5 separate regions of the Mus musculus genome follow, and regions 1, 3, 4 and 5 are each linked to region 2. Evidence: chromatin contacts called from public HiChIP or PLAC-seq and promoter capture Hi-C data. All regions are on one chromosome and are shown on one strand. Each heading gives the region's core, a stretch centred on a gene start, on an enhancer-like site or on the middle of the called end of the contact. The rest is flanking DNA. Distances are from core to core; before and after follow the strand shown.

What was found. Promoter capture Hi-C pulls out the DNA fragments that hold promoters and counts their contacts. HiChIP or PLAC-seq counts read pairs in DNA pulled down with a chosen protein or histone mark.
Region 1: a promoter capture Hi-C map of pre-B cells shows a contact between it and region 2, with 7 times the contacts expected there. The contact joins the promoter of Lap3 here to the promoter of Pacrgl in region 2. A contact is called at or near these places in 6 of 39 promoter capture datasets (cranial neural crest, frontonasal cranial neural crest, hippocampal neurons and 3 more), 4 of 115 datasets of contacts at active chromatin or transcription factors (astrocytes, embryonic forebrain, embryonic stem cells and 1 more) and 2 of 9 other capture datasets (adipose tissue and liver).
Region 3: a promoter capture Hi-C map of pre-B cells shows a contact between it and region 2. The contact joins the promoter of Ncapg here to the promoter of Pacrgl in region 2. A contact is called at or near these places in 8 of 39 promoter capture datasets (the 3T3-L1 cell line, cranial neural crest, frontonasal cranial neural crest and 4 more), 4 of 484 Hi-C or Micro-C datasets (CD4 T cells, CD8 T cells, Th1 cells and 1 more), 3 of 115 datasets of contacts at active chromatin or transcription factors (astrocytes, large pre-B cells and pro-B cells) and 1 of 9 other capture datasets (liver).
Region 4: a contact with region 2 is called in an H3K4me3 HiChIP or PLAC-seq map of pro-B cells, with 8 times the contacts expected there. The contact joins the promoter of Med28 here to the promoter of Pacrgl in region 2. A contact is called at or near these places in 3 of 39 promoter capture datasets (the C10 cell line, embryonic stem cells and pre-B cells), 2 of 484 Hi-C or Micro-C datasets (B cells and CD4 T cells), 4 of 115 datasets of contacts at active chromatin or transcription factors (astrocytes, large pre-B cells, pro-B cells and 1 more) and 2 of 9 other capture datasets (adipose tissue and liver).
Region 5: a contact with region 2 is called in an H3K4me3 HiChIP or PLAC-seq map of embryonic forebrain, with 8 times the contacts expected there. The contact joins the promoter of Lcorl here to the promoter of Pacrgl in region 2. A contact is called at or near these places in 1 of 484 Hi-C or Micro-C datasets (CD4 T cells) and 3 of 115 datasets of contacts at active chromatin or transcription factors (astrocytes, embryonic forebrain and large pre-B cells).

Annotation. Positions count from the first base shown.
Region 1 is chr5:45,492,095-45,496,235 of GRCm38.p6, forward strand. It overlaps Lap3 (leucine aminopeptidase 3), which reads left to right and starts at 1,280. Exons shown (of 13, transcript NM_024434.6): 1 at 1,280-1,467; 2 at 3,072-3,187. The coding sequence starts at 1,366.
Region 2 is chr5:48,370,871-48,374,662 of GRCm38.p6, forward strand. It overlaps Pacrgl (PARK2 co-regulated-like), which reads left to right and starts at 1,522. Exons shown (of 9, transcript NM_025755.3): 1 at 1,522-1,625; 2 at 3,310-3,377; 3 at 3,514-3,668. The coding sequence starts at 3,326.
Region 3 is chr5:45,668,494-45,672,458 of GRCm38.p6, forward strand. Ncapg (non-SMC condensin I complex, subunit G) reads left to right here and starts at 1,432. Exons shown (of 21, transcript NM_019438.1): 1 at 1,432-1,640; 2 at 2,527-2,730; 3 at 3,780-3,965. The coding sequence starts at 1,530. It overlaps 1600023N17Rik (RIKEN cDNA 1600023N17 gene), which reads right to left and starts at 1,215. Exons shown (of 1, transcript NR_073433.1): 1 at 208-1,215.
Region 4 is chr5:45,518,649-45,522,717 of GRCm38.p6, forward strand. Med28 (mediator complex subunit 28) reads left to right here and starts at 1,581. Exons shown (of 4, transcript NM_025895.4): 1 at 1,581-1,836; 2 at 3,788-3,854. The coding sequence starts at 1,678.
Region 5 is chr5:45,855,725-45,859,651 of GRCm38.p6, forward strand. It overlaps Lcorl (ligand dependent nuclear receptor corepressor-like), which reads right to left and starts at 1,816. Exons shown (of 7, transcript NM_001163073.1): 1 at 1,623-1,816. The coding sequence starts at 1,773.

The sequences.
Region 1 (4,141 bases), core at 30-2,529, 2.9 Mb before region 2:
GTCCTACACACACACACATACACACACACACACACACACACACACACACACACACGAGCAGGATACAGGTGATTAGCAATTTGAGACAGGTTGCTTTGGGAGTAGGAGACATAAAACCCACAGTGGGATGGTCTGGAGGCATTTCTTGTGGAAGAAATGTCCTTAAACAAAATAAAAAAGGCAGAAGGAACTTGATCTTATTACGTTAGTAACCTTTTTATCACCAGGACAAAACTTTCTGAAGCTGTCAAATTAAAAAGAGGAAAGACTTTAGTTCCTAGCTCCAGAGGTTCCCGTGGTCATTCAGTGCACGGGTTTAGGGCCAGCATAGCAATTATGCTGAACACATACGATGGGATGCCTCTTCATCTGTGGTGAATCAGAGACAGGCAGCCGGGTCCTGGGATCACAGCATTTTCCTTGAAACCTCCCAACTTCTTTCTACTAGGTCCCATGTTCTACGTGTTCCACCTCCTCCCTGCAGCACCACGAGCTGCTGACCAAGAGCTGCTGACCAAAGCTTTAAAATATGAGCCTTGTCAGTAGTGAGGGTGGGCTACTAATGGGGACAATCATGGCCCATATCCGGATGTCTACATAAGACACTCTTCAAAACAGTTTTTGTAATCACTGTACTTCTTGCCCTTATTGGATAATGAAGGATGGCAGATATGCTACATTAAAGTATGCCACTTGAGCATCAATATTTTGCACCTAAAAGGCACTTGAATAGAACTAAATGCAAGAAGAGCCATCTTTGGGTCTCCCAAACCCCAAAGCAGAACGTCAAACCACCATGTAAACTACTGCTACCCCAAATACTTTTACCCGAGGTGAGGCGTTAAGGAAGCTAGAAATCTGCCCAAATGAACCTTATTTAGCTAATTATTACATTCTTTTTGTTTTCCTTTATGCTTAGTTACTTTTTCATAACTATTTACTATTCAATATAAGCACTTGGACCTGATCACTTTCAGGATCCTCATTTTCCTGTAAGGGCTTCCATGTATACACAAACTTGTTAAATAAAATTGACATACTTCTGTTAAACTGCCTTAAACCAAATTCTCAGGCTTCCCACGCGAGCACGAGCAAGCCGACACGCCCCTGAGCCCGCAGAAACCACGCCCACGACGCCGGCCCGCAAGAACAGAAGCCCCGCCCCCAAGGGCCTGCCGCCCTTCCCTAAGGCTCAGTAGCGGGTCTCCGCCCAGTTGCCGACGGCCCCGCCCCCAAGGCCCCGCACAGGTCCGGCTTTCCAAGCGCGCGTCCGGCGACCCCGGAGGTCCCGCCTCCAGGCGCGCGCCCTGCCACGCGCCACGTGCTCCTTCTCTGGAGGGCGGCGCCGAGGGCCGAGCCGAGAAGATGTACTTGCTGCCCCTTCCGGCTGCCGCGCGAGTCGCGCTCCGCCGCCTGGGAGTGAGAGGTCTCTGGGATCGGGGTCTGTCCACCGCAGACATGACGAAGGTGAGTGGAGGCGGCTCGCTCTCGGGCGGCCGCGCGAGCCCTGGCGGCGGGCAGCAGGGTGACCCGGCGTATCCAGGCCGCGATGTGTCGGACGGACGCATCAAGTTGCAGAAATGAGCTGAACAGAAAAGTTCCCTGGGTTTGCAGGACACCAGCCTGGGCCCGGCTTGCGACGAGGGCGGCCGATGCTGTTTGCCGAGGGCGCGTCCTTTCTTCCTAACTGGACAGTGCTGGGTTCTGAAGGCTGAGCAGAACCGCTCACTCCACCTAACCAGTGTTTACTGACTCCTCTAACTGAGCTCTGAAAAATTACACGCGCCTAGTTCGCCAATTCTTTTAGTTCTCACAGAGACCCTAGAAAGGACGACGGTAGGATTGTCCCAAAGCCTGCTACGCTTCCAGAGTAGCCAGTCACAGGGCCTGGACCCCTCCCCCCGCTGAAGTGAAGTGGAAGGCCCTGGGGGAGGAAACTGCTGGATTGGGTTTCTGTCCTTTTAGGGGAAAGGGTTTTATTGAGAGAGGTCATCTTGAAATTGGAAGAGGGTCTTCTCCATAGTCTGAGAAATTATGAAGGACCCTCAGATGGGAAAAGTCTGGAAGGGCTCATTGGAGTACTTCCAGGTCATACTTCCAGGACCTGGTGAGGGAGGAATGTTCCAGATGGAGCTTTGAACTCAGGTCGCCTGCAGTTATCACAGATAGCAGAGGAGTTAGGCAGACACCTTTCCAGCCCTGGCCGGTAACATTGGATTGTCCCAGGTTGGTCTCATGGAACCCCAGAATGAACAATCTTGGGAAAGTTAGAACCTAGCACTTACCATTGCTAAGGACGCCTGTTTTCTTCAGTGGAAAGATGGGTCCGGAGTACCTGGGGTGTTTTTTGGAAAGGGCCCTGACCAGAAAGAAGGCATGTGCACTGTCAAAGTTTAACTACGCAGGAGCTCCAGTGTCAGGGACTAGGTTTCCTTATCTGGCAAATGAGAGAAAAGTACTCCTTGAAGTGGCCGTAAGGGAGGCAGTATTTTAAAAGTCGTAAATTGCCTTGTGAAGTCAAATGATGAGCAGTGGTTTTACATCCTTATTTCAGGTGTTTGGGGCGGGGAGCGTGTGACAGAAATGTGGAGCCACACCATTAAGTGCTTGGCAGAAGGCCCTGCTTCTTCTGCCCTCTCTGCAAAGTCACACACTTTCCCTGATTGACAGGGTACTAAACAATGTGGACATCCCTGATCTGAAATTTGAAGCACTCCAAAAACTGAGTGTTCACTCACTTCTGAATGTCTGTAGGAAGTCCTGCAGCTAACCCTTGAGTGGACAGAGTCAAAACACAAGTATTTTAAACGACCGAACCCTGAGACAGTAGATCTGAAACAAGTGATTTTCAGGTTTAGGGTTGGCCCAAGATGTCTCACATAACCCAGTTCCAGTCTTGCCCTGGTAGGGATTTTAGCTGCTGCGGTGGAGGCTGCTGCTCTGCTCTTGGCCTCTGCGGAAAAAGACAGTTTTAATGGGATTGCTTGCCCCTTCTGCATCTGGACAGCCAATGCTTTCTGGGGGATCTACTCTGATTGTATTTATCTTTCTTGATTTTTTTTTTTTTTCAGGGCCTTGTTTTAGGAATTTATGCCAAAGACAAAGATGATGACCTGCCACAATTTACAAGTGCGGGAGAGAGTTTTAATAAGTTGGTGTCTGGAAAGCTGAGGGAAATGTTGAACATGTAAGTGTTACTATAATTGGGGTTCCTTTTTGTTTGTGTGTGTATTTTGCATTGTGAGACAGGGTCTCTGCTGTGTAGCTCTGGCTGTCCTGGAACTATGTAGATCAGGCTGGCCGGCTTCAAACTCATAGACATCCACCTGCCTCATTCCCTGGAGTTCTGGATTTAAATGTATTTGCCATAAAACAGGGCGGGGTTGTAGTTCTTAAAGGCCCCAAGATTTAAAGAGAGTATTCTCCTTGTATCAGGTAAACTTAATGGAACCCTGACCAGCAGGTTCTCTGGAAATGAAAGTATGTTCTTGAAGAAGCTGGGCAGTTGTTTGAGTGTGGGTGGGTCTGCAGTTCTGGGAAGTCATGTGGTTTCTAGCCAGTCACAAACCTATTGTGAAGGATTGACGCGGATCCAGAAAGGAATAGATTTCCTCAGCCCACTCCCAAGGCTCAGGTTCACAACTCCTACTCTCCTGTCTGGCACCAGCCTCTAAATGCACTTTAACTGAGTAATTTAAAAACAGCCTAAGGTCCTGCCCTTTTATTTCATGGCTGGACTTTGAAGGCTTTTCAAATGTTAAAGTAAAGTGTGGGTGGGTCATCTGATTAGCAAGTGTACAGCCTGAAATTCAGTCAATCTGGAGATGGCCTGAGATCTGACCTCTCTCTCCTAGATTAGCAAGGTCCTAGAGGAAGTAGGAAGACTTTAATCTGCTAACCACATTTGGCAGAAATAGAGAGAGCAGCATAAGCCCCTTTAACGACCTGTCACTCAGGTAACAGACTGTATGTTAGAGGGTCCCAGGCATCACCTGATAGCTATAGCAATTCTATCTGATACATTGTAAGTACACTGTAGGACTTGTACCTCCTCTTGCTTGCTAGTTCTTTACTAGTACACAGCCTTCACTAGGACCTAAATCTTTAACCCAGAAGCTAACCTGTTAAGAGTCCAGAGTGC
Region 2 (3,792 bases), core at 272-2,771:
GCTCGTGTGCTACCTTCAATGATGATAATGGATGATAATGAAACTGTAAGCAAGTCCCCAATTAAATGCTTTTTTTTTTTTTTTGGATAAGAGATGTCTTGGTCATGTTGTCTCTTCACAACAGCAGAACAGTGATCAAGAAAGTAGAAAAATCAATATTTTACTCTCCAATAATTCCCAATCTTTTATTAATATTCTTCACTAAGTAAATCCAAATAAAAGCCAAAAATAAAGAGCAAGTTGATATGGTTCACACCAATGACCCTCAGACAGAGCTAAAAATTTCAGAGTGGGTCTGTGGCAGCAAAAAGAACTTACACTATTCTGTGGTTTCAGATTTTTTTCCATATTGGTAGATACACATGGCACCCCTACCTCATCCCTTTATTTTCTTATATAAAATAAAGTATTCCCTTATATCTAAAATAAGACGAGAAGGGGCTTCTCATACACTCTAGTGTTCTAGAAACACTTGCACCTCACCTCATGTTCCTGGTTATCATCACCCACATGCTTTTGGTCCTAAAATCCACACCTCGGTTTAGACCTCTTTCCAAACCTCTATCTGGTCTATCCAGCTGCCTTCTAGTCAGTCTCACGTGGATTTCCTAGAAGCTCCTCAAACTAGGATGGCCCAGAAAGCACTCATCACTTTTGAATGATGCCCTGACAAGGTTTTTATAAACCAAAAACATAAAGCAGAAAAGTCTTATTTAGAATTAAGGGAGGTTTACATAATTTGTGGTCATTTTTTTAAAATAAAGAACTGGAAAATTTTGTGTATCATACATGGTCTAAGGTCTGAAATAAAACATGAAACTTCTACCCCACACTTGAGGAAATAGCTAAGACTTTAGGCTTAACAAAGAGATTTCTAGAGAAGAGTGAAGTAGAAAGGTCTAAAAGAATTTGATCATTTAACAGATATTACCGAAATTATTGCTGATGGAATTGCAAAGGAACACACCCCCCCCCCCGCCCCAACACCAATTTCTTGAAAGTAATGAAGGACAAAATAATGTTTGTAGCTATAAGATTAGAGTATTGTAAAATTAAAATTATGTTATAATTATATACTATAAAATTAGAGCATTCTGCAGTTGAATGTTAAGAGCATATGAAATGGTAAGGAAAGGAATTAGCCTGACAGGAAGCTAAAAGAAGCCCATGGCTGTCAGGACCTAAGGCAGTCAATCATGTTGGAGGACATTAAATAGTCCTGAGAAGCTATGAGTTAAGCACGTAGACTGGAGAGATGCAGGACCGGAGAACTAGAGCGAATCAGCGTCTTTTCTCCGAAAACTAAAACGTAAACTTCCTTTAAGGTCTTCCCAGGGCTCTGTTGTCACCTGAGAAGGTCCACAGGTGAGCCTTATGGACAGTGACCATTGGAACGCCCCCCAGTTGCCAGGCAACCTCCTGAGCGTCGCTATAGTCTCCCTATAATTGGACTAGCATTAGCGGCGCGCGTATGACGTCACTGTGCGGCGCCGGATGTCTATGCTACTTGAAGTTGGTTTCCTGAATCACCGCTGCCTGCAGCTGTAGCAGAGGGCTTTGGTGCGGAGAGCCGGAGGGGAGCCCCACGAGGGCGGCGGCGAGCGCCGGTGGCGGCGGGAGAGGCGGTAGGAGCGGGCACCAGAGGCCGGAGCCTCGGTGTGGGGCTCTCTCACGCCGGCTTCCGGTGGCTGGAGCCGCCGGAGCTTGTTGCTAAGGTCCCTAGAGCACAGTGGCTCCGGGAACTTGGCTTGAGTTCTCTGTAGCTGGAATCCGCGCGTATCTATCCACCCCCCCCCCCAACCCCCAACGGTGTCTATGCACTTCCTCGTTTTTAGTAATTAATAACACCCTGGAGCTAAATTGAACTTAGGTGCTGCGAAGTGGGTTGATATGGTGATGGGGTGATTGAAAGATGGAAAGCAGATTTTACCTCATGCTAAACAAGAGGATGAGTTTGGCTGTTACAGTTGGAAGCGCCTTTGCAGTTGGGCAACAGCTTCGTTAGCTGAGCGACTTTTAAAAAAACTTTTTGGAACTTTTGGAACTTTCTAGGTTTCTAATTAGAGAATAGAAGAAAGTTGGCGATCAGTGCCCTGATCTTAACACTAGTGGCTACTGAAATTTGGTATGTGTAAAGCAAAGATAGTATGGATTTCCTAGCATATACAGGTGCCGCCAGCCCCTTGTAGGCAGAGACGCCAATGAAAGCTGTGTTGTGTTTGTTGTTTACGCCTCTGACATTGTGACATAATGTAAGCCTTCCACATTAAGTGGGTTTCTGGTTTGTCTATGTGGAACTCTAGGGAAGAAATGAGGGGTGACTTGGTAGCATTTATAGCAGCGTGTTTTTCACCTTTTTATTTCCTTTAGTCACTGCTATACCGAACTACCTACTTCAAGTCATTTAAAGACCAAAGTAGTCTAAGGAGGAAGTAAGCCTTTTCCATAAAATATATGAGGCCATGCTTGTCAGTGATGGAATAATATTCACTCAGGTGGATATTATTGTTTTAAACCAAATATACTTGTGTTGTCTTTTAAAGTAAAGAGTGATATGTTTAGCAGTTAAAGATTATTTTTGCCAGATATGCTGTCACATGCCTTTAAGGGCTCCTGAACTCCAGAGACATAGGCAGGTAGATCGCTCTAAGCTCAAGGCCACTCTGGGCTACATAGCAAATTCTATGTAATGGGACTCTGATTAAAAAGCAAACATTTAGTATTTTGGAAAGATCCTAGAGGCTTGCAGACCAACTGAGTTGAACCCCTAGGCTCAGTGAGATATCCTGGTTCCCAAAATGATTGAGAGCAATAGCAGAAGACAGCCAGTGTCAGCCTCTGGTCTCCATGACTACAGTCACTTGCTGACAGTAATGTTCATGTGTACAGACACATGATGCAAACTACCTCGAATGCTTAATGGAAGCTCTGTTTTCTAGGATGTTTAAAAGCGTTTCAAGTGAAGAGATTCAGTGGCTTTGAAACTGATTTAAAATAGAAAGTAGGGCCAACGAGATGGCTCAGCTGGTAAGGAATCTGATCACACAGCATCGGTTAAGAGCCTAGGTGGTGATTTGCCTGTCATCCCAGCACATGTGAGACACTGACAAGGGGATTCCTGGCACAAGCTGACCGGCCATATTAGCCAATAAGGGGAGCTCTGGGCTCAGTGAGAGATCCTGTCCCAATACATAGGAAGGGAGCTATTGAAAAAGATGGTAACCTTGGGCCTCCACACCCACATCTGTATATAACTGTATTCATTTTTGGAAGATCAACAGATTCTGAAATTGTTTTCTTTAACTGCAGGGGTGAAGGAGAAGCTATGCAGAGATCAGAGTGCTCTGGAGGTGTGCAGTTGAGAAACAGAGCGACAGGTACAGAGGTTTCCTTTTTGCAAAGGGAGACCCCAGGCTTGTTAGTTCACAGTGCAGTCTGTGTTCCGTGTGGATGCAGGATCAGTTTCTGTTGCATTCCCTCTTTTGTACTGATGTTCTGCTAGTTTCGTTTTAGGTAGTAATGATCAACGTACATCCTCAAGCACACAAATGAAACACAGGACTACGGTTCAGCGGAGCAAATCCTCCTCATTAACCAGTTCTCCAGAGGCTGCAAGAAGGGCTCGTCCTCGGCCAAGTGATAAGCTCAACCCTAAAACCATTAACCCTGTGAGTGCAGTTTCCTCAGGCAGTACATTGTCTACTTCTTATAAAAGGACATTATATTTTATACTTTACAGTATATTTTAAATCAGTACATAAAGAAGTACATTTTATAGGAATAGGCATTTAG
Region 3 (3,965 bases), core at 182-2,681, 2.7 Mb before region 2:
TGACCTCTGGTGGTCAGATTCCTTATATTTCACTGATACTGAAATAACTAGATAAAATACTCATGAGACATTTTTTTTTTAATCAACAAAACAATAAAGGCAGCAAGCACCTAAAATGAAAGGTCACAGATTGTCACAAAATATTAATATGTTCTAAGTTTTAGTTTGTCTGTTTACATAAAAAACAAATGACACACACACACATATTGGTTCTCATCTTATTATCATTTATTTAAAGTTTTATTTATCTTGTATGTGTGGTACATGCATGTTTAGGTCAGAGACAGACATTGAGTGTTTTCACTGATTACTTTAGACCTTACTGTTTGAGAAAGGCTCTCAGCCACCCTGAAGCTTGCTACTTTGGCAGATCAATGAGCCTAAGATCCACTGTCTGGCTCTCAGCACCCTCAAGTGCTAGGACTACATACAAATGTTAACATCTGGTGTTTGTATGTGAAATATCACATGTGACTTCAGATCCTCATGTGTGTTCAGCAAGCACTTTACCCATGAATCATTATCTCCCCAGGTCCTCTAGGGATTCCCAGAGTACCTACAGAACAACATAGTCTGGAGGCAGCCCTCTTCCTGATACGTGTCACCAATGTAGATTTCCAGTACAGACGGAATAGGTGGCTGCATTTATGTTTCCCAAGTCATCAAGCAACACACCAAGTAAGTTTCCCGGTTTTGGAGTGGTATGTCCTATGTCCCAGGTGAGGCATTTAGAAATAATTTTATATATCCAGCACGCGATCTTAGTCAAGACCCCCAAATTCCTTTTATACTGTCTGCGTTCTCCTCTGCTTAGCAGAGTTGTTAGGCAGATTTGTCAAGCACATCCGTCACGCTGGAGCATCTCCAAGCGGCTGCAGCCTAAACTGACCCTGCCTTTCTCTTCCCAGTCCCCCAGACTGTCTCATCGCGGACGGGCAGTTCCCGCCCGGACCCACGGGGTCCGAAGGACTGCGGAGGCCCTCGTCCAGGACGCCCTCGGAAAGTTTGACATCCCCAAGCCCCGGGCGGGCTCCGTACGACATCTCCCAAACGACTCCTTCGCTCGGGATTTACCCGTTCTCAGCCAGTCGCTGCGGCAGTCCTCCGCTTTCTCCCTTCACTCCCAACCACAAGATCCCGCAAGGCACCGAAGGCCACCAGTTTAATTCAGAAAGCTGAACGCCCACTTCAGGCGCGCTCCTCCACAGCACTACTTCCGGCCCCGCCCATGCCTCCCATACAAACACCTTTTCCTATTGGGAGAGCGGCAGGCCACACCCCAGGCGTCCCAGCAGCGGGGCGGAGCGGAGGGTGGAGTCAGCTCCGGGACCCTCAGGTCTCCGCTCTCCGACCCTCCCTCCGGCGGAAGTCTCGCGAGATCTCATCCTCCCGCGATAGTTGTTTGAAAACTCTGGCGCTAACCCGTCACTCGGAGCCTTGCAGGGCTAGGGTGTCGGAAGCCGCGGGAAACTGAGTCCTCCTCGGATCGCGAACCACAGTCTCTCTCGGGCAGTTCCCGTCCCGGCGCCATGGCAGCGCAGAAGAAGCGGCTTTCTGTGAAGGAGGCGTTTCAGCTGGCGCAGCAGCCGCACCAGAACCAGGCGAAGCTGGTGGTGGCGCTGAGCCGCACGTACGGCGCGGTAAGCGGCCTGGCTTCGGCTTCCGGGCTTCGCCTTCTGCCCTTGCGCGCCCCGCGACGGAGGGATGGGATCCGAGGCTCGCCCGAGGTCTCCCGGCCACAGCCAGTGAGCAGAACGCCCGGCGTCGGCCACACGCAGTCACCCGTCTTCTCCATCCTCATCCCGCCAGGGGATGCGGGGAGTTATCCGTTATCCTCAGTTCCTCAGTGACTTGTTGATCTGCGCAGGGAATCTCAGACGCCTTTATTTCCTTGGAGGTCTCTGGTTCATCTCAGGCAATCGATGAAGTTGTTTCAACCAACTCCTAAGCTTTAAAACCACCTTCATTTCACCAGCTAGGGAAACCATAAGCACCCAGTCTTTCCCGTACATGGCAATTGTGTGTCGAGTGTAGCGGCGGGGAATTACTGGACAGCGAATGTGAGGAAGATACATTGTTTTGGAGTTCACGGAAAGTTAAGGACATATAAAAGTGATCAAGGGTAGGGAGCAAAATGTGTAAGTTATGACAGAAGGAAATTGACGGATGCTAGGAAGGCCTAAGTAAAATAAACACAAAGCTGTTGATTTTGAGTCATTTATGGCGAAGCTTGTTTTGCATTAATCCGGTAAGAAAAATACCGATAATCCAAAGGCGTTGAGAGAAAAATGAGATAATTTTGCACTGTTCAGATTTATGCTTTGTGTTTTCTCAGAGGTACAAATTATATACTGAAGAGAAGTTTGTGCGGATATATTTTCCCTTCCTTGATTTGGATAATTGATAGTTTATTAAGAAACCTTAGAGTTTAACCTAAGGGTAACACTTTCAGCAGTATTATGGCAGTGTTGGGAATAAAGAATTTTTATTAATGCAGCTTCTGGAGGCGTTTCTTCTCTCTTTCAGATGGATGATAAAACAGCTTTTCAGGAGGAGTTTATTCATTACCTTAAGTATGCTATGGTGGTATATAAGCGTGAACCTGCCGTGGAGAGGGTCATGGACTTCACAGCCAAGTTTGTTACTTCATTTCACCAGTCTGATGAGGAAGAAGAGGAGGAAGAGAACGATGGTGGCATTTTAAATTATTTGTTTACTTTTCTCTTACAGGTACTGTAAAAGCTACTACTTTGGGGAAGTAATATATTTAGCTATGTTTGTTATTTTCCACAGTAAAATATCAGTGATAGAGAAAATGTATGTGAATAAGATAAGTCTTTTCTGGAAACCTCAACTGTCATTAAGATAAAAGGATAACTCCAGCATTAAAAATTTAACTTTAAATTCTCACTTTTGGTGTAAATGTCCTCTCTCTGCGATTAAGTTAAAGAAATTCTATAGAGAGGGATAGGCTTATTTTGTGACAGCAAATAGTTTTTCAGCCTATTTGAGAGTATAACATCTGCCTCGTATGCACATACAATATAACGTCTCTGCAAGTAAGGAGTTGCTATTGTCTTATTTTTATTTTTTTCCATAGTACTAGGGATTAAACCTAACTTTACACATGTTGGTATACTGATCTTCCTATCTTTTTACTTTGTTTTGAGAAGATTTTTTAAAGTTGCCCATATTGTCCTTGAGCTTACTTTGTAGCCTGTACTGGCTAGTTTGTGTCAACTTGACACAGCTGGAGTTATCACAGAGAAAGGAGCTTCAGTTGAGAAAATGCCTCCATGAGATCCAGCTGTAAGGCATTTTCTCAATTAGTGATCAAGGGGGAAAGGCCCCTTGTGGGTGGGACCATCTTTGGGCTGGTAGTCTTGGTTCTAAAGAGAGCAGGCTGAGCAAGCCAGGGGAGGCAAGCCAGTAAAGAACATCCCTCCATGGCCTCTGCATCAGTTCCTGCTTCCTGACCTGCTTGAGTTCCAGTCCTGACTTCCTTGGTGATGAACAGCAATGTGGAAGTGTAAGCCGAATAAACCCTTTCCTCCCCAACCTGCTTCTTGGTCATGATGTTTTGTCCAGGAATAGAATCCCTGACTAAGACATAGCCCGAACAGGCCTTGAACTTGTTGTTTTTCACTGTGGTACTGTAGGCCTACACTATCTACCTGGGTATATTGCCAACTTTTAATTTTGAACATAAAGTTAAAATGGTCCTGGCTGTTTAAGAGTGGAATGTGACTTGGAGTAACTTTTGATTTTTTTCTGTGTAGTCTCATGAAGCAAACAGCAGTGCAGTCAGATTTAGAGTGTGCCAGCTCACTAATAAACTACTTGGGAATATGCCAGAAAATGCCCAAATTGATGATGACTTATTTGATAAGATTAATGAAGCCATGCTAATTAGATTGAAAGATAAGATTCCAAATGTAAGAATACAAGCAGTTTTGGCTCTTTCT
Region 4 (4,069 bases), core at 331-2,830, 2.9 Mb before region 2:
TACATGGTCCTTTCTTTTGTCACAACGTTGCAAGATAATGCCAGAATGAATGTGAACAGTTCTGATGGTATCCACCTCACACATACATAGACCCAGCACCTCCTCATCTGTGCTCAGAGCATGGTTGAGACAAGTTAGTTAAGTGTCAGACTCAAGAAACTGCTGCCATGGGCCCACTGCAGCCTGGGCCAATCCAGTGCTGAGATGCAGCCTTCCCAGCCCGAGCTCAGCCATCTGCTCAAGCCTCTGCGCTTATTTTTCAGTCAACAAGTGTTTCTCTATATTTGCTAGACAGAGTTCTGGATGTTGGGCATATAGATAACTAAAACCTGACTAACCCCGCAAAGTATTTCTTTAGGTTTTTTTTTCTAGAAAGGTCTTCCATTTAAATTTTCATTCCAAATGAGATCTCTTTAGAGAGGCCCTCCACATCAAAGAGCACTTAGCTGTCCACTCCCAAGCATTTTCCCTCAGTACTTATCTCTACAAATAATGCTGTATGTATTTATGAGGTTTTTCTTCCTATTTGGGGTATTTACTACTATGTCTAGATTATTAAACATGCCTATCTGGAAACTAGAAGGACTCAGTTAAGTTGAAGGGACACTAGTCCACTTGAGCATGGCTCTGGCAATCCTTGTTCGGCTCCTCCATTTCCTCTGCTTTACTAAGAACTGTTAGATTGTGTTCCTAAAGCTAGCCACCGAGGTTTGTTCACTTATTTGGCCACTTCCTGAGGCTGACTACCAAGGTGAAGATATCATCGTATTGAAGTCCAGCAATGAAAAGTCCCCGTTGGCTCACCTAATTAACTTGTCCAACTAAAATTGAACACATCATTCTAACACAGGGGTTCCCTTTATACCATTATAAATGTCCATTTTACTATGTGCCGCATCTGTCTCCTCTCTATCTAGAGGCAGTCTTTTATCCTCCAGTGACAAATACCACTCCCCATCCTTCTCTTCTCCTTCATCCTGTCTCCTGTCACTTATTCCCTACCCTCTGTCTAGGGCAAGGAAATCTTTCGGCGAAAACTTGGTCAGCTGATAATTTTTCTTTTTTTTTTAAGTGTTGTAAAATTAAACAACAACGACGACAACAAGGCTATTTGGCTTCTGAATTAGTGAACAGGCAAACATTAAAGCCGTTATGAAAACAGATGCAGTCACTTTCCCTCCGGTGTTATCATATACGATTAGAAAAGTGCCAGGAACACTGGTATCCTTCAGGATGTCACCTCACGCCAGAATTTAGAGGGAACTTGTGTTGTTCCAGCCAGAACAAGTGACTAGATTGGCATTTGGTACATCTCAAGCCCTTAATCACCCTAGAATGAACTGATGACTCATTTTTCTAAAGGAGCGCAGAAAAGACTCGGCTAAGGTCTTTAGGGACAGCCCAAGGGCTTGGCTGGAGGCAGGGAGGCCAGCGCCCTTGTTCGGTCTCTGCAAGTGACTGGTTTAAACCAGTCCCAGCATTTAGTATTTAGGTCAAAAAAGAGTAAACCCAGGTCGGCTATAAATTGGGCAGACCGCACAGAAACAAGGATGATGGTAAATCCTTTCTCCGGGCGAATAGGCGAACTGCCCGTCATGTGACCAGGCCTGCCACGTGATCAGGCTGCCCGCGCCTGCGCACACAGGCCCGGTGTCGTTTCCGCCCGCCGTTGCAGACATGGCGGCGTCCCTGGGAGGGATGTTCACTGGGCAGCCTCCAGGTCCCCCGCCGCCGCCGCCCGGGCTCCCAGGCCAGGCGTCGCTTCTGCAAGCAGCCCCTGGGGCCCCGAGACCATCTAACAGCACTTTGGTGGACGAGTTGGAGTCATCCTTCGAGGTAAGCCGAGATGTGGGCGTCTCTGTGCAGCCCTCACAGGCGTGCGGAAGGCGCGCAGGTTAACTCCTTTCTCGGTCCCGGCGTTTAGTAGAGGCGGGGCACCGGAGAATGGAAGTCGCCTGCCGTAGATTGGGTACTACCTGTGGCCGGTCGTCTCAGGTCTGCCCCCGCAACCGCGACATTTCTGGAGACCGTGGCCTTGAAGTTCGCCCAACTCCCATCCACCTCGGGGCTCGTTGGATCCCCTGCGGGTCTAGTAGGATCTGGTCTTCCCTGGAGCGGGCCCACTCGGCTGAGGTCCTCTGAGTTTCCAGGTCACATACTGGACGCTTTTCCTGTTTTTCTCTAGTGTTCTGTGTAGACCTTCCAATGGCCCCTGGCACCTGCCTACCTGTTAGCTTGTTTGGGTGCCATCCCTTGACTTCTCTGGCTTTCGCTTTCTATTCATTTGGTAAATGCTCTTTGTTGGCATAAGTTGAGTTCTCACTGTGGGAGGAAACCTTAGTAGAACGCTTGGGTCCATCCACTCTTGGATGCAGGGATGGAACTCAGGTGTGGTGGCAAACATCTTTACCGGATTAGCCATCGCACCAGTCCTAAAATACTGGGCTTTTAATAGAAGGGCACGCGTTGTTTTTAACCTCCGTAAGACTGACTGTCCATAAAGGTCCATGCTTTAAATGTTTTTCAAAGGATGGGGGGGGGGGGTGGGCTGGGAGGTGCAGCAGGAACTAAAGTTTCTGAAGTTAGTTTTTGTCTTTTTGTTTTGTTTTGTTTTGTTTTGAGACAAGTTCTCAGCGTAGCCCTGGCTGTTTTGGAACAAGCGCTGTAGACCAGGCTGACTTTGGACACACAACTGTCTCTGCCTCCCTAGTGCTGGGATTGAACAAGTGCAGCACCACTGCCTGGCTTGCAGTTAGGTTTGGTTTTTTTTTTTTTTTTAAGTCTGCATGGCCTACTGCCGTTGGTGAAGCCCCCCCCCCCCCCGCCCCCAAGCTTTGTGGGCCATAGGTTTTCTGAAATCTGCACATCATGCTCACGCCCCAAAAGTCCAACAAGACTTAACTTTTACCGTACACAGAATAGGCAGTCTGGTTGGTCGAGCTGTTACAGGAGTGGGAAATCCTTTGACTGTTTCCATCCATCAGATCTGGAGCTAGCCAGGAGGATTCATTGCTTCTGAGAGGAACTTTGGGTGTAGTTTTGACTTGTGTTCGGAACCTAAATTTGGTTCTGTGTCTTTGTGGTTTTTTTTTCGGTGCTTGCTCAAGGCTGTCGGGGTCTGTTCTCAGACTGTGTTCCTCTGTCAGCTGCTGTCATGCTTGTCTGTCTGAGGGCTGCTTGTGCCCCTGTGGCGCACTCACATGTACAGCTCGGTTGGCACCCTTTCAAAACTCCCTCTTTGGGATTTGGTTATCCGCATGACACCACTTATTATACAGACACCTGTTACTTATGAAATGCCAAATGGTATCCCAAGTACTTAGACTATAGTGCTGAATCACACAGGCAGAGCTGTTGGTAGAAATAACAGTGGCTGAAGAGTGGATAGTAACATCAGTTACTTTTCTGAAAAGCTTGCCAAGCTCCACTGTAGAGCATGAAAGAAAGAGTAGACAGATGACATCTTGACATAGTAATATATACAGTTCATGTAAGGGTCAGCCAGAGTGGCGTGGCCGTGGTGGGGTTGAAAGGTATTCCAGGTGTGGAATAAGACAGTGAGGAAGAGGCAGGTGGCAGGAATAAGACCGTGTGATGAGGCCAGCAGATACCAGTGTCTCAGGTGCCAGACCAGCTGGGATTGGCTTTACCTGGTGTCTACATTGGCCTGATATCTTCTCAAGTACAGGTGCAAAGTGTCCACTTATTATTGAGTGGCCTCAGGAGAAGCCCTTTCTTTTCCTAATAGCTGCTGTGTATATAACATTTTTATGTTCCCTTCACTCAGGCTTGCTTTGCTTCCCTTGTGAGTCAGGATTATGTCAATGGGACTGATCAGGAAGAAATTCGAACTGGTAAGAGTTCCAACTTCTTTGCACACTGTGTTCTTGTCAGCAAGGTGTCTATTGTTGACTTTATATCTGTGTGTTTAGCCCTGCATATATCTTGGAACATTTCCCGGGAATAAGATGTGTGCAGAGTCCCCATAAATTGCTGGCTCTCTGTTTGGTTCACTAGCTGACATGTTTTCTGAGTCCTTATAAATTGCTTAAAATGAGCTTTTCATATG
Region 5 (3,927 bases), core at 566-3,065, 2.5 Mb before region 2:
GAACAGATCTAAACAGAAGTAACTGTCAAAACGAATCCACTTTGCATTCATGAAATACAAGTACGGACACACATTTAGTATGGGTTGTTTTTTTTTTCCCACACCACACCCCCGCTTCCATATAACTTTGCCACAGATAAAACCAAAATACATTTTAGAGAGGTGACACACTGCTCTTAAGAGCAAACTGCTTAAACATCGCCGAAATGCTCCTAAATCAGAGTGCCCTCCCTTCTGCTTATATATATATATATAATTCTGTATGGCACATTACTGAACTGGAGTTGCATCTGGTTTCATCTACTATGATTAGTGAAAACAAGACAGACCTTAGGGCTCTACCCAAGCAAATCTGCGAGGGATGGGGAAGGGGGACAGGGCGCGAGGTGGCGCAAGAACAGATGAAAACACGGTTAGGAGAGAGTTGTCTTCCCAAGGAACTGAGCTTACTACACTCAACTCCAAAGGCTGACACCTACTCGTCAGAAAAGAAAACCGACGCAACCACCCACTCCTAACACCGACCAGCCTCCACTCCCACCTCCTCCCCTCAAAAGCTACCCCGTAACCCCTGCCGAAGCACACCCTCCGCTCGCAGCCCCTCTGTTGCACTGAACCAACCTGCTGGGTAACAGCTGTGGGCACACGTCGCACTCTGAGTGAGGAAAAGCAGCGACCGCAACAAGGTAAGGGAGTCCCAGTACTTCCCGCTACCCGGAGCAGCCCACTGAATGACAGCCGGGAGCGCGCAAGTTTGAAGCAAAACCGATCAGACCCCACCGAAACGGAAAACTGAACTGCATTTGAACAGGAATGGGAGGCGGGGAGGGCTACGCGAGTCCATCACATGACAGCGAAAAGAGGACCGGAGTCGTCGGGGCGTCCTCAAGGAAAGGGGGGGGGGGCGTGGGGAGGGTGCCGTCGCCATAGCAACACCCCCCATCCGTCCAGACTTCCAAAGAGGGAGGAAGAACTTCAAATCCCAACCGTCAGCTCGAGCGGCTCCTTCTTAAAGGGGTACACACAGATCCGAGGCCACTCGCAAGAGGGCAGAGGCGGCCGCCCCCCGCCCCTCAGGCGCCGCCCCCATCGCCCCTCGACCCTCTCCCGCCCCCCGCCCCCCGCCCCGCGAGCGCCCCGCAACCCCTGGTCCCGCGTCCCAGGAACTAGGCAGCGTCTTCGCCGCCAGCCCCAGGGCCGCAAGAAGGGGGTGTGTGAGCGCCCGGCCGGGGGCGCGGACCGGCTCGCCGCTCCAGGGTCCCCTCCGCCCCGGTGGAGAGCCGCGGTGACAGGGGCACCGGCGGGTGGCGACGGGCGCCGAGGAGTTTCGGGGCAGCACGAGCGGGCGGGCTGCTTCCGCGGGGTGCTCGGAGAGTGGGTCCGAACTAACAGTTCCCCGGGAGCTCGGAGCCGGGCAGGCGGGCGGCGGGGCGCGGACCGCGCCGGGCAGGGAGCCCCGAGACAAAAGGCGCCGCCGGGGCCGCCGCGCCGCCGCCGCCGCCGCTCCCATCGCTCCCCATTGAACTGACCCGAACCGGAGCTCCAACTACACCCCTCAGCCACAAACTCCTCCGGCAGCCGCACCGTGGCGCCGAGCCCGGCCCGGCCCGTGTCTCTCTTACCTACACAGTGCATGAGGCGGTGGCGCCAAGAGTCGAGTTCCCGCCGGAATCCTCTCCTCTCCGCCGCGCACCGAGGGCTCCGGCACTGAGCGGCAGCGGCGGCGGCGGCAGCAGCGGCGGCAGCGGCCATTCTCTCTCTTCCCTTGTCCATCTGCGTCCCGCGTCACGCGCCCTCATTTACATACGAGCGGCGCAGGCACGAGGCAGGGGCGCGAGCCCTCGGCGCGAGCCCCGGAGCGCGCGCCCCCCGGAGGGGGGTTGATTGACACGTGTCACTACCTTCCTCCTGCCCTCCCCTCCCCCTCCCACCGCTCCCTCGGGGAGAGGCGGGGAGGGAGCGCGGAGAGAAGGAAGCAACCTGCCGCTTCCGCTGACCCCGCCTCCTTACCCACTCCCTTCCCCTCCTCCCCCCAGAGTTTACTCAGGCAAGCCATACTGCTCCCGCCGTCCACGAAAACCCTGAGCGGGAGCGAGAAACCCGGAGGCCAGCCAGGAACCCGCGTGCTGAAGGAGCGGACCAGCAACGCCTCCCTTCTGCCCTCGCGCGGAGCGCTGGAAGTCCGAAGACTTCATTTCCCAGCCTCCATTGCGTGCAGGTCCCGTAGAGGAGCGCAAGAGAGCGACGCTGTGCCCTCTGGGCTTTGTAGTCCTCTCGCGTTGAGCGCTCTCCTAGCCTAGCCAGTTCGCACTTTTCCAGATAGCAGCTCGGCCCCAGACTTCTAATGTTTTGCCCCCAGTGGGTTTAGCCTCTAACTCCCTCCGCCCAAATGCTTGCTTCCTCGAGTTCCAAGAGGGGAGTACGGTGGAAGCCTCAAGAGTTGGCGGTGCTGGGCTAGGCAGCTCCTTAAGTGCTGGAAACTTTTCAGGGTCAATGTCATCTATCTTCACTTTCAGCGAAAGCGCTTGCCAATCATCCTACTGCATCCAGAAAAGATGTGCGAGGACATCAGTTTTGTGAAGCGAAGAGATCTTGAAAAGCGAGATTAGTTACAAAAATCGGGGGAACTAACCTTGCATGGGATTTAACACTTTGTAATTGTTATAGATGGATCCTGCTCTGTGCTAGAGAAAACTTCCTTGGGGAGAGGAGAATCTTTTGATTAAGTATATACTTAAAATTACTTAAAAAAAAAAAAAAAACTTTTGCACCAGAGCCATTTCTACACTTATGTCAGTATTGTCACAGGGGACCAAGAGCTTGTAAGCCATCCAGAGTTTACAGAGAAGTGCTGTACATTACTGGGCATTTATACTCACCTTTGCGGAAAAAAATATTTTAATTCTTAGGAACTCAAATTCTCAATTCTGTATTGCCCTATCTTGTGGTATAGTCTTATCTATCATTCTTTTTTCTTCTTAGAGTAGTTTATTGCTCAGCGTTTGTTGCATCAGAAGTAAAAATGTAGCATTACATCTTCATCAGAAATTTTCGAATGTGAAGTTTGAAGCCATGTGTTTATGAATATATGTTTGCAATCTTATCATTTGGGAGGCTAGAATAAGGTGATGTGTAGAGTAGAGATAGTCTAGATGGCGGTTCAGAAACTGAAATTTAAAATAGGAGTGGCTTATCTCCATAGTTTAGAGTGGGAAGATGGAATAGTTGTTTCCATCTGAAAGCTCATCAGGCACCATCAAAAGAGACATGAGAACAGGACCCAAAAGCATGGCCCAGCTTCTAGAAGTGTCTGATTAAAGTTACTTAATGAAAGTATGTGCTCATGCTAACTTGAAAGGAATGGTGGACTAAATAACTATGAGAGCCTAACAAACCATCCAAAACTTAATAGCTTAAAATATCAACTATGGGATAGTGAGGTGGTTTCACAGATAAAGGGACTTTCATTTCTGGGGGAATAGCTGTCTGCCAGGATCACAGAAACCAGTATTCCTATTCTTCAAGGGTCTACCCTGACTTGTCCACATGGTGGCTGTCACAGGGTTCCAAAAGGCAGCATGAGAGCTACTAGCCCCTAATCATGACCATTTTTTTATTTATTCACTTTACATCCAGACCTCTGTCCCCCCTCCCCCACCGTTCCTCTCCCCCTTTCCTCCTCTGAGGAAATGGAGAACCCCCTAGATATCTCCCCCCACCCTAGCCCATCAAGTCTCAACATGGATCACATTTAAGTCTCAATGGTTAAAACAAGTAACATTGCCAAGCCCAGTGTCAATATGGGTAATATATTATGCTACACAATAGGAAGATGTGTAAGTCCCATGAAAGGGGGAATTAAATATTTCTCCCAAATAAAGAGAAAATACAAAGAGGAATAGAACACATCTCTGGACTTTCTGAGAC